Linked DNA regions of Mus musculus: region 2 is linked to region 1. Evidence: chromatin contacts called from public capture Hi-C data. All regions are on one chromosome and are shown on one strand. Each heading gives the region's core, a stretch centred on a gene start, on an enhancer-like site or on the middle of the called end of the contact. The rest is flanking DNA. Distances are from core to core; before and after follow the strand shown.

Region 1 (5,721 bases), core at 550-3,049:
CAAGGTTGCACACCTAGAGAATCTGATCCTCATTTCAGAAATAGTCAATGCATTGACAATGTGAATCAACATACAGAGATATTCAAGCATAAGATGGCAGACGTCATCGGCAAAAATCGCCTTGGTTGTTAGTTTGCCTTTTCACTAAAATAAATTTTAACAATTTGTTAGTGGTTTCAGGTAACACCGTGTGACAACTCCAAAGTTTTAAGACACAAAGCAGGCCTGAAGCAGAGACGACTCAGGACCCACCAGGTCTCTCTTTATGGAGGGGAAGGTGTTAGGAAGACCCCGCAGCTATAACAGGATGGACCTTCACTGCCTCATGGTAATGAAATGCAGATGGAGACAGGATTTTGAGGAGCCCTTTATGTCCTCTCCCATGTCTCTGCCATCCTCTAGCTGTGCTGACTAGGGACAGCACAGCCCTTTAACTCAGGATGTGGAGGAGAATGCTGGAGTAGCATCCATATTATTCTGGCCCATGGAAGAGAAATAAATACAATATAGAGATATACAATGAATGCTAAGGGCAGGCCTGGTGGACACCAGCGCTCATACTAAAGCAGCCAATTCTACAAAACAACATTGATGTATTGCTTTAAATAATGAATTTAAGTGGCGTTTTAAAAATCAGCAGAATCTTAAGTATCTTCTGATAGAAAGAACATCTGTTTTATATAAACCACCATTTCTACCATCTCTAGGCTTATGACGTATAATTCCAGGTTGTTTTGTTTTTATCACATAAAATGATATATTTCTATTAAGGCATTTAAATTTTTCATTCATGTAAACAAAGCATTTCATCATAGTCAAGGCTATCTCTTCCCCTAACTCCTTACACATCCTCCTCACTCCTCATCCACGCCCCTTTCCCCCACCCCGACCCCCAATGATGTGGCCTCTAGTCCTTTAAAATAAGCCACTATTCCAATTTGTGTCGCCTATAACCTCACACGTGTGAAACTATCCATTGGAGAATGACCAATCTAACAGGTGGCACACCTTTAAAGAAAACTAAGTCCCTTCCGTGGAAGCCAAGTGGGATTAGCGAACACCTCTCCTTTCCTGTTAGATTGCCAGCTGGCTTCATCTTGTGCAGCCAACAGCGGCTGCTGTGGACTCTGGGAGCTTGCTGCGTCTGCCATTCCCAGAATGCACTCGGACCCTGGGTCCTCAATGACCTTACTCAGATGACCTTCTCCCTGTCCCCTCTTCCACAATGGTCCCAGGGCCTTGGGGAGGCTGTGCAAATACAGATGCCACATTTATAGCTGAGCACACAGCACTAACTGACCAACTGAGTCTGTGAGTTGGTTTGTTTGTTTTTAATTTTTTTTTTAATTAAAGCTGTCTGAATGTGAGCACAATGTGCATACAGTTACCAACACAGCCAGAAGAGGGCATCGGATCTGGAAATACAGTCACAGATGGTCGAGAGTCACCATCTGGGTGCTGAGAATCAAACCTAGGTCCTCTGAAGAGCAATCACTGCTCTTAAACTCTGAGTCATCCCATAGGCCCCCGTAATTGTCTTTTTAATTGCTATAACTGTGCATATTTACTGGTGTGTTTTTATTCCGCAATGCACAGGCATCCGGTAATGATCAAACTGGGATTAGCGCTCAAACTTATTTTTTTTTTCTGGTAAGTACATTCGAAACCCTGTTCCTCCAGGCAATCTACGAGGCAGCCCATTGTTGCCAAGTTAGGAGGAGGTCTGCACTAGAGCAGAGCATCAGCGACTGAACACACAGGTCTGGTTTCAAGAACTAACGTGGCCTTGTGATGCCAGGAACCATAGTGTTGTGTGACACACCTCTACCACAAGTGCTGTGTGCACTCTCCTCTACCACCTCCTCTCTGTAGCTTTCACAATAAATAGAACTGTCATTGGCATGGAGGCAGGAGGGTAAGTGGCATTTCAAGAGCAGTTCCTGAATCTCTCTACTCTAAATACTTGGAGAGACAAACAGAAGTGAAGTACTGAGTAAACATCCAAAGTCTTTCCCAAACCTTCTGCTGTCAAATCTCCCAGCAGGAGCATGAGACACCGTGGGTCAGACTCAGATCTCCACTATCTCTTGTTTGTGCCAAGAACCAATCGTTTATTATTATTTTAGGGACAGGGATAGGAAGGGAGGGGAAACAGAGGTAGGGAAGGGAGCAGAAGGAGGGGGGAGGGGGAAGTTCCTGAAGGGTATATAGAGGATGACATATTAAAGGTCCCCTTAATGCCCCATCATGGATGGGGTGAAGAGTGTGTGCGCAAGGAACAAGGCACGAAGGAGACTTTGTGCTGCAATAATGTGTTCAAGGGGTGTTTAAATTCGGAGAATACACTTCCTTTGCGTGTACAATCAGTGAGTTATGGGCTGATAGAGAAGCTGCTTACAGTTTTGGACCTTCTGAGAGATGATGTGAAAGTGGATGGTAAATGATTCCATCACAGAGGGGACTAGTGCAGAGTCCTCACTGTCCCTCCATCGGGGACAGACTAACTAGCTCAGAGTAGTAAGTGACATTCCCCTGGGGAGGTAACTAGGGCAGAATCCTGGCTGTCCCATCAGACATCTTAGGGAAAGAAAGCTCAGAGCACTCTTTGAAAGAGACCCTGTCACACTCAGTGGGGACTTTTCAAGCAGAACACAACCCTCGTCTATTGTTTGGTAGAACACTCGATGTCCCTGGCATCTAAGAACCTAACACATAGCTTTCTAGTGACAATAGGACATCCAAGCAGGGCAAGCTTTGTGGCACAACCTGAGCTGTCATTTATTCACTATTTAGAAATGCTATGCCGATCGTTTATTCTATTATCACAGCAAAGTTAAATAAGCACTATGAAACTTCTCTGTAATCCCTCTCTAATCCTAAAACAGGAGCTCAGGGAGCACTTTAGCTCAGAAGCACTGCAGGAGCTCAGCAAGCACTGCAGGAGCTCAGGGAACACTGCAGGAGCTCAGGGAGCACTGCAGGAGCTCAGGGAGCACTGCAGGAGCTCAGGGAGCACTGCAGGAGCTCAGGGAACACTGAAGGAGCTCAGGGAGCTCTGCAGGAGCTCAGGGAGCACTGTAGGAGCTCGGGGAGCACTGCAGGAGCTCAGGGAGCACTGTAGGAGCTCGGGGAGCACTGCAGGAGCTCAGGGAGCACTGCAGGAGCTCAATGAGCACTGAAGGAGCTCAGGGAGCTCTGCAGGAGCTCAGGAGCTCAGGGAGCACTGTAAGAGCTCAGGAGCACTGCAGGAGCTCGGGGAGCACTGCAGGAGCTCAGGGAGCACTGCAGGAGCTCAGGGAGCACTGCAGAAGCTCAGGGACCACTGCAGGAGCTCAGGAGCACTGCAGGAGCTCAGGGAGCACTGCAGGAGCTCAGGGAGCACTGCAGGAGCTCAGAAGCACTGCAGGAGCTCAGGGACCACTGCAGGAGCTCAGGAGCTCAGGGAGCACTGCAGGAGCTCAGAAGCACTGCAGGAGCTCAGGGAGCACTGCAGGAGCTCAGGAGCTCAGGGAGCACTGTAGGAGCTCAGGGAGCACTGCAGGAGCTCAGGGAGCACTGCAGGAGCTCAGGGAGCACTGCAGGAGCTCAGGGAGTACTGCAGGAGCTCAGGAGCACTGCAGGACCTCAGGGAGCACTTCAGGAGCTCAGGGAGCACTGCAGGAGCTCAGAGAGGCACCAGTGGGCTGAGGTTCAGTGGGAAACCAATCTCAAAACCAAAGTGCTGAGCTCTCTTGAATGATCACCACAGCCTAAACACACACACCAAAATGTACAAAGTATTCATAAATAATAATAAAGTAAGGTAATTTATGAAGAATTTCTCAGAATGACATTGTTTTGTGTCTAGATTTTTTTCCAGTGGCCTGCTTGATAGCAGAGGCATTTTCATATAACGCTCAATTTTTTATTCATGTTTGAGGGAAGACCACTTATTTATGTAGCTAAGGAGCTCTTGTACTTGCTAGGCCTCTGTCAAAGCGTGCCCAGTGCTAGGTTACAGGCACTACACATACTGGCTTCAAGTTCTATTGCTACTGTGTTGTGCCGTGTGCTTTCCATTGATGTATCTGAGGAGAATTCAGGTGCATGTGGATATGTAGCTGAATAAGAGAGAAAACATTTCATTAATGCATTTAAATTCTTCATCTTCGTTAAACCAAAAGCTTGAGACAGGTTTTATTTTTAGCTCTAAAACTTTTGAGTTTAATTTTTGAGCTATCCCTTACAACCATATTCAAAGCTCACCCTGTATGTTACAGTTTTATAAACTCTGGGAAATGCATACAATTGAGTAACATCAAACAGAGAAAACGAGAGCAGTCTCATCAGACCAAAGTACACTCTCCATTCCGCCTTGCTGTTCTCGTTAACCCCACACACTATAAGACGACCTGTGGTAAGGAAACTCTATTTCTGATGCTATCAAATTATCCTTCCCAGTTCACATAAATGCAGAGCCACTTCATAGTAGCACTGTCTTATGCTTCTTATCACAGTGGACATAAGAGTTGTCTTTGAACGGTGACAGTAGTCTGAGCTTTTTAGCTCAAAAGGCTACCCACCACTGACGAGGCACATATATACAACTGGGAGACGTCTGCCAGACTCCGGTATCCATGAGTAAAGCCGTGGTATGTGCTCACGTGCAGCCTTTATGTGCACTGAGATTTCACATGTGGAGGGAATGTGGAGGAATAGGACTGTCAAGTCACTGCTATATCTGTGGGTCATGATATATGCAAACAAATTCCGACAGTGCTGGAATCATCTTGAACTAAGCAGTGATGTAAGACTCACTAATCATCTTAAATAAACGGTGATGTAAAATCACCGTATATTCCCAGATGGACCAGAGCAGAGGGAGTTTGCTTGTTCAGTGTATGCATGGGTTATAGCAGCTAAGGTGTTGCTATGATACTGTGGGTTTTATGTGCATTTTCTAAGATGGATAACTAATATCAATAAGTATCAAAATCACTATACACTTGCTGTTCATCCACTGATCTCACTTGCTGAGTACTTCAGATTTTTATGTAAGTCTGGTCACCAATATTTTTCTGTTTTCTGCTCCTAGGTTGCACATGGAGGTGTCTACTAAACTGCACTTAACTTCTGCAAATGAATTACGGTTCAGGTTATAACTATAGCCATCATCTTTTTGTAACGCCTAAAATGTCCAAACATTCCAGCACCTCATGTTCAAATGCCAGTCAATGCTTTGCAGTTTAGTTGAAATTTACCATAGATAGATGATTGATATGATATGATATGATATGATATGATACTATTCCACTGATTATGGATTTATCATGCCACCAGTACCACACATGATTATTCTACCTTATAGCATAATTTCGCACTTCTCCATTATGAATGTTTCAGCCTGGATGATGCCCTTATGAATATTCATCTCCATCTAATAATTCCTCATAGCCACTACCCTGTAAGCACCCAAATCATCTCCTTCGAGAACTCCTGCATTAGGAAGAGGTTTGAAGTCAAGTAATGAATTCTCAGACAAAGTTTCTGCAACTTTTTATACCATTTTATAACTGTACAATGTCATCAGCATTTCCAAGTATTTCCAGACACATTGGGATGTTGACTGTTAAATGGACAGCTCAGCTTGAGGAGGGCTGACATCTGAACAGCATGCTCCTCCCCACTTTAAAACGGTCCTCAGACCCTTCATAAAATTTTTGGTCACAGATACAGCAGTGA
Region 2 (5,530 bases), core at 2,703-5,202, 740 kb before region 1:
GGTGTGGTATCACATGTCCTTAATCCCAGCATTTACGAGGCAGAGGCAGGAGGATCTCTGTGAGTTCAGGGCTAACCTGGTCTATATAGTGAGTTCCAGGTCAGTCAGGGATATGCAGTGAGACCCTGTCTACAAATCAAACAAAAAGTGAAAATTTAATCCCATTGTAATCTATGCAGTTCATACCAAAGAACTTAAATGAGGAACAAGTAACTAATTTGAGCCTGAGGATCTAGATAATGGAGATAACCAAATAGGCACACTTGTCACCGTGAGTGTGTGTGTTTGCTGGTTGCTCTGATGGTGTAGGCACACTTGTCACGGGGTGTGTGTGTGTGTGTGTTTGCTGGTTGCTGTGATGGTGTAGGCACACTTGTCACGGTGTGTGTGTGTGTGTGTGTGTGTGTGTTTGCTGGTTGCTGTGATGGTGTAGGCACACTTGTCACGGTGTGTGTGGAGGTCAGGGATCAACTTTCAGGAGTCAGTGCTTTTCCCCCACTGTGTGTTTGTAGCTTGTATGATACAAGTCCCAGATAAAAAGCAGGTTAGAGATGAAACGGTTTATCTTGGCTTCTGGTTCCAGAAGGATAGCGCTCATCATGGTGGAGAAGGTGTAGCAACAGGAGCTGGACAGCTCATTCCATCTGCACACAGGAAACACAGACAGACAAAAATGCAGGGCGAAGCTGTGTTCAAATACCTGCACCTATGGCCATTTCTCACTTAAGGCACAACACAAGCTTGGTGGCAAGCACCTTTACATGCGGAGCCCTCCCACCAGCCCTACATATGAACCCTTTTCAGTGTATACTCACGTTAAACAAAGTGCATAGCTGTGCACACATAACCTGCACCCATGTTAAACAAAAAGTGCTACAGCTGTGCACACACAGCCTGCACTCAGATTACACGTAAGGCATCACAGCTGTGCACACACACCTGCTCTGACCCCTTCTCTGCTGTCTGCTTCTCCCTCTGGGATGTTTGATGCAGGTGTGTCTGCCTGTTCTACACCATGTCCAGTGTTTAACATTAAATAGAATTATCATGAAACACAATATTTTTGGTTTAATTTCCTCATTATTATGGAGCTACTCAGAATTTTTTTCCTCACTTTGATTTTTAATACTTTCTCTAATATATGCTTTGCTAAAATAATAGTTACTGCCACATATCATAAAAGTGTCAATTGTATTAATGTAGTATAAAATGCATCATATAACTATCATGGGTGGGGGCTTTGTGGTTTTATAAGCAGTATATTAGGTCAGGGTTAGGAAGGCCAAGTCAGAGTTTCATCCAATCTTGCTGAATTCTGTTGTCAATGTGATTCATGAAAATTATCTGAGGCTTAGCAGCGTGTTACGAGAGTAACATAAATAGTGTCTGCAACTCGCTTGGTACATGAAGGACAGGGGTTGGAATCTCATTACATGAAATGTAATAGCATGTTAAAGATAAATGCATAGAATTATTACAGAAAGGGCCACCAGGGCCCCTTCTTGGGGTTCTTAGTCTCATTAATAAAATAAGAATGGACTCAAAGGAGGCTCCAGTACAATTCTATTGGAGTTTAAAAGAAAACCCCAGGGCAGGCAAGCTGTGCTCCTCAACGACCCCTCCAGGAGAGGAGGAAAAGGAGCCAGGTTATTTGAATGAGCACAGAGGTCAGACGTGGCAGGAAGTCAGGCTGTGTTTCGATAAAGAGTTAGAAAGCCAAAGTCTCAGGGAAGCCTAACAGTTTACATGCTAACATGCTTAGAAAAGAGAAAGACGTAGAGCGGAGGAGGAGGGAAGGGGAGGAGGAGTGAGGAAGGGAGGAGGGAGGGAGGAAGAGAAGGAGGAAGGAAGGAAGGAAGGAAGGAAGGAAGGAAGGAAGGGAGGGAGGGAGGGAGGGAGGGAAAGGAAATAATGGGTTTGGGACCAGGACAAACAGCTGAGGTGCATGTTTAATGTACCAAAGCCAACCTGGCCTCCATGTTCTCCCAGCATCCCTTGGTCCCTACCTGGCAAATTCTAGCCTCTATCCTGAACTTTCCAGCCCAGGGACTGGGCTTCGGCCTCTCCCAGAGGTCCTTTCCTATATAACCCAGAACTTTGTGTCTTTCTCCCCCCACCCCCACTTCTCCCATCTTTTCTTCTCTCTACTCAAATGCACTTTCCCTCTTTTTCTTCTCCCTCCCCTGTCTCCCTCCCCTCCTGGCCTTGGTCCTTGGGACCAGTGAACTCACCCCAAAGGGGTTTTCCAGTAAACTTGCCTTTATGTATACTCTAACCTGTCTTTATATATACTTTATATATAATCTAACCTGTCTTTATATATACTTTATATATACTCTAACCTGGCTTGAACTGGCTCATTTCACCAGTGGAAAAATAACTTATCAGGAAGGGGGGGCAGGCAAAATTAATCTTCTGAATAATTCAGAAATGAGCAGACTTCCAGGCTACAGAGTGGGGCTGTGACCCTGAGGTCTCAGAAGCTACTTCACTAGGCATAAGGATTACCTACGATGTCTCATTAAAGGACTAATTAATCCACCTATGCTAAGATCGTCCCAGCTTCCTACAGGGCATCTTAGCCATGACTGACCCAGCTCAACTGGGACATCTGGTCTCCCCTCAGGTCAGAGCATCTAGTCTCTTAAGGAGCTTGTTCTGACTAACAATCACAGCAAGTATTATTTTGTATCTTTTGTGCTTTGTTTGATTGTTTTTATAACCAAACTCAAAATCTTTAGAACACCATGGAGGGTGTGTGTGTGTGTATGTGCATGTGTATGTATGTATGTATGTGTGTGTATGTGTGTATATGTGTGTATGTGTGTGTGTTTATGTTGTGCATATGGGTGTATTGTGTATATGCATGTGTATATGTATGTGTGTGCATGTGTATGTATGTGTATGTGTGTGTATATGTGTGTGTGTTTATGTTGTGTATATGGGTGTATTGTGTATATGTATGTGTATATGTATGTGTATGTATGTGTGTGTAAATGTGTGTATGTGTGTGTATATATGTGTGTGTGTGTGTTGTGTATATGGGTATATTTTGTATATGTATGTGTGTGTGTATGTGTGTGCATATGTGTGTGTATGTGGGGTGTGTGTGTTGGAGATGCTATGTAACCCAAGTTGTCTTCAAATTCACAGTGCAGCCTAGGCTGTCTTCACATTCATACTTCCTGTCTCAGCCTCCAGAGCTGAAGGATCACAGGTATGTGCACTACAGACTGTAGATTTCTGAGGCTAAAACAAAAAGTAAAAGGTGCAAATATAAGCATTTCCATTGGGGAAAACTACCAACAACAAAATCAAGCAATAGTGAATTCCAACATCTAAGGAAGAACACATTTAGATTCTTAGGAAATTCAAAGAAACTTTTAGTGTAGGATATTGCTTTCTACCAAAGGTAGCTCGTTCCCACAGCCAATATCTGTAAGTCTCCCTTATCTTGTGAAACTTGTATGTAAAGGAACTTTACAGATTTTTTTTTAGGTTTTATTTATTTGTTTTATATATATGACAAGCAAACTATAGCTGTCTTCAGGCACCCCAGAAGAGGGCATCAGATCGCATTACAGATGGTTGTGAGCCGCCATGTAGTTGTTGGGATTTGAACTCAGGACCTATGGAAGAATAGTCAGTGCTCTTAACCACTGAGCCGTCTCTCCAGCCCAGAATTCAGATCTTTTAATCTCCTTTATCTGGTAAAACTTTTGTTTATCCAGAGGCCTCACTGCATTCCCAGGAACTTCATGGCCTCACCTTCCTCAAGATGGTCCCTTTACCTGAGCCAGCTGATTCTTTTTAAGTAGTCAGCTGCAAGATGGTGAGGTTGGACCCCAGCCAAAGGGGAAAAGAGAGTCACCACTTGAATTAGGTAAGGACTAAATAAACTCCCTGCCCTGGGGTGCTTGCTCCCTTCCTGGTGTGTTTACTAGCCTGATTCAGATTGTGCAACCTATGTTAATAGCATTGAGCAGTTAAGCAAGCATTCTTGGTCTTGCTAATAAAAGAAATTAGAAGCAAACTTGGAAGAAAGCTCAAGGACAATTTTGTTATGTTAGCAAAGTAAATAGCAGAACAGGCAAGAACGAAGTCTCAGCAGCTGCCTGGGATAGGGAGATGGAGGGGAGGAGGAGGAGCCCTGCACTGGAAGTCGGCAAGCGATGGTAAATGGAAAGGTAGCAGGATGGGCAAAGCTTCCGGTGAGGGACAGTACTGAAAAGCCTAAGCCAAGACAGCAGGTGTCAGGTGCTACAGTGCTGACTGACAGAGTAGACTCTGTAGTGGTGGCATGGTGGCACTGAGAGACGGGCTTCTGGGAGAAAATTTATATTACAGTATTTAGTCTCTCCTTAGCATTCATAAAGCAGCCTGCCTCCATCTTTGGCTTGAAAGCCAATGGAACACTTTTAATCATAATTTTTAAGTTTCTTTTGCAATGTTAGAGCACAACCACAATTTTTGGAAGGTAAACCCAATTTTAAACAATCCATTCTCTTTAAAATCAATACTAGAAACATCACTTTCACGTTATAAAGTTTGACTGCCAATTCTTTTTTTTTTATTTTATTAGATATTTTCTTTATTTACATTTCAAATGCTATCCTGAAAGCCCCCTATACTCTCCTCTCACCCTGCTCCCCCTACCCACCCACTCCCACTTCTTGGCCCTGGCATTCCCCTGTACTGGGAAATATAAAGTTTGCAAGACCTAGGGGCCTCTCTTCCCAATGATGGCCAACTAGGCCATCTTCTGCTGCATATGCAGCTAGAGCTCTGGGGATACTGGTTATTTCATATTGTTCTACCTATAGGGTTGCCCACCCCTTCAGCTCCTTGAGTACTTTCTCTAGCTCCTCCATTGGGGCCCTGTGTTCCATCCTATAGATGACTGTGAGCATCCACTTCTGTATTTGCCAGGTACTGGCATAGCCTCACACGAGACAGCTATATCAGGGTCCCTTCAGCAAAATCTTTCTGGCATATGCAATAGTGTCTGGGTTTGGTGGCTAATTATGGGAATGGATCCCCGGGTTGGATAGTCTCTGGATCATCTATCCTTTCGTCTTAGCTCCAAACTTTATCTCTGTAACTCCTTCCTTGTGTATTTTGTTCCCTATTCTAAGGAGGAATGAAGTATCCACACATTGGTCTTCCTTCTTCTTGATTTGCTTGTGTTTTGCAAATTGTAACTTGGGTATTCTAAGTTTCTGAGCTAATATCCACTTATCAGTGAGTGCATATCTAGTGACTTCTTTTGTGGGTTACCTCACTAAGGATGATATCCTCCAGATCCATCCATTTGCCTAAGAATTTCATAAATTCATTGTTTTTAATAGCTGAGTAGTACTCCATTGTGTAAATGTACCACATTTTCTGTATCCATTCCTCTGTTGAGGGACATCTGGGATCTTTCCACCTCTGGCTTTTATAAAAAGTCAGCTATGAACATAGTGGAGCATATGTCCTTATTACCAGTAGGAACATCTTCTGGGTATATGCCCAGGAGAGGTATTGCAGG

Evidence for each region. Capture Hi-C pulls out chosen DNA fragments and counts their contacts.
Region 2: a capture Hi-C map of embryonic stem cells shows a contact between it and region 1, with 8 times the contacts expected there. The contact joins two enhancer-like sites. A contact is called at or near these places in 1 of 39 promoter capture datasets (the C10 cell line), 2 of 15 datasets of contacts at CTCF or cohesin (embryonic stem cells and large pre-B cells), 7 of 484 Hi-C or Micro-C datasets (embryonic stem cells and trophoblast stem cells), 1 of 115 datasets of contacts at active chromatin or transcription factors (embryonic basal ganglia) and 1 of 9 other capture datasets (embryonic stem cells).

The regions. Positions count from the first base shown.
Region 1 is chr19:57,864,714-57,870,434 of GRCm38.p6, reverse strand. All of the region lies in intron 26 of Atrnl1 (attractin like 1), which reads right to left. Among named protein-coding and RNA genes, the nearest start is that of Gm52385, 59 kb to the left of the region's middle. Within about 2 kb of position 1,799, at least 2 of the 459 cell types and tissues checked have an H3K27ac peak or open chromatin away from gene starts, as enhancers often do.
Region 2 is chr19:58,608,308-58,613,837 of GRCm38.p6, reverse strand. All of the region lies in intron 1 of 1810007D17Rik (RIKEN cDNA 1810007D17 gene), which reads right to left. Among named protein-coding and RNA genes, the nearest start is that of 1810007D17Rik, 4.7 kb to the right of the region's middle. Within about 2 kb of position 3,952, at least 2 of the 459 cell types and tissues checked have an H3K27ac peak or open chromatin away from gene starts, as enhancers often do.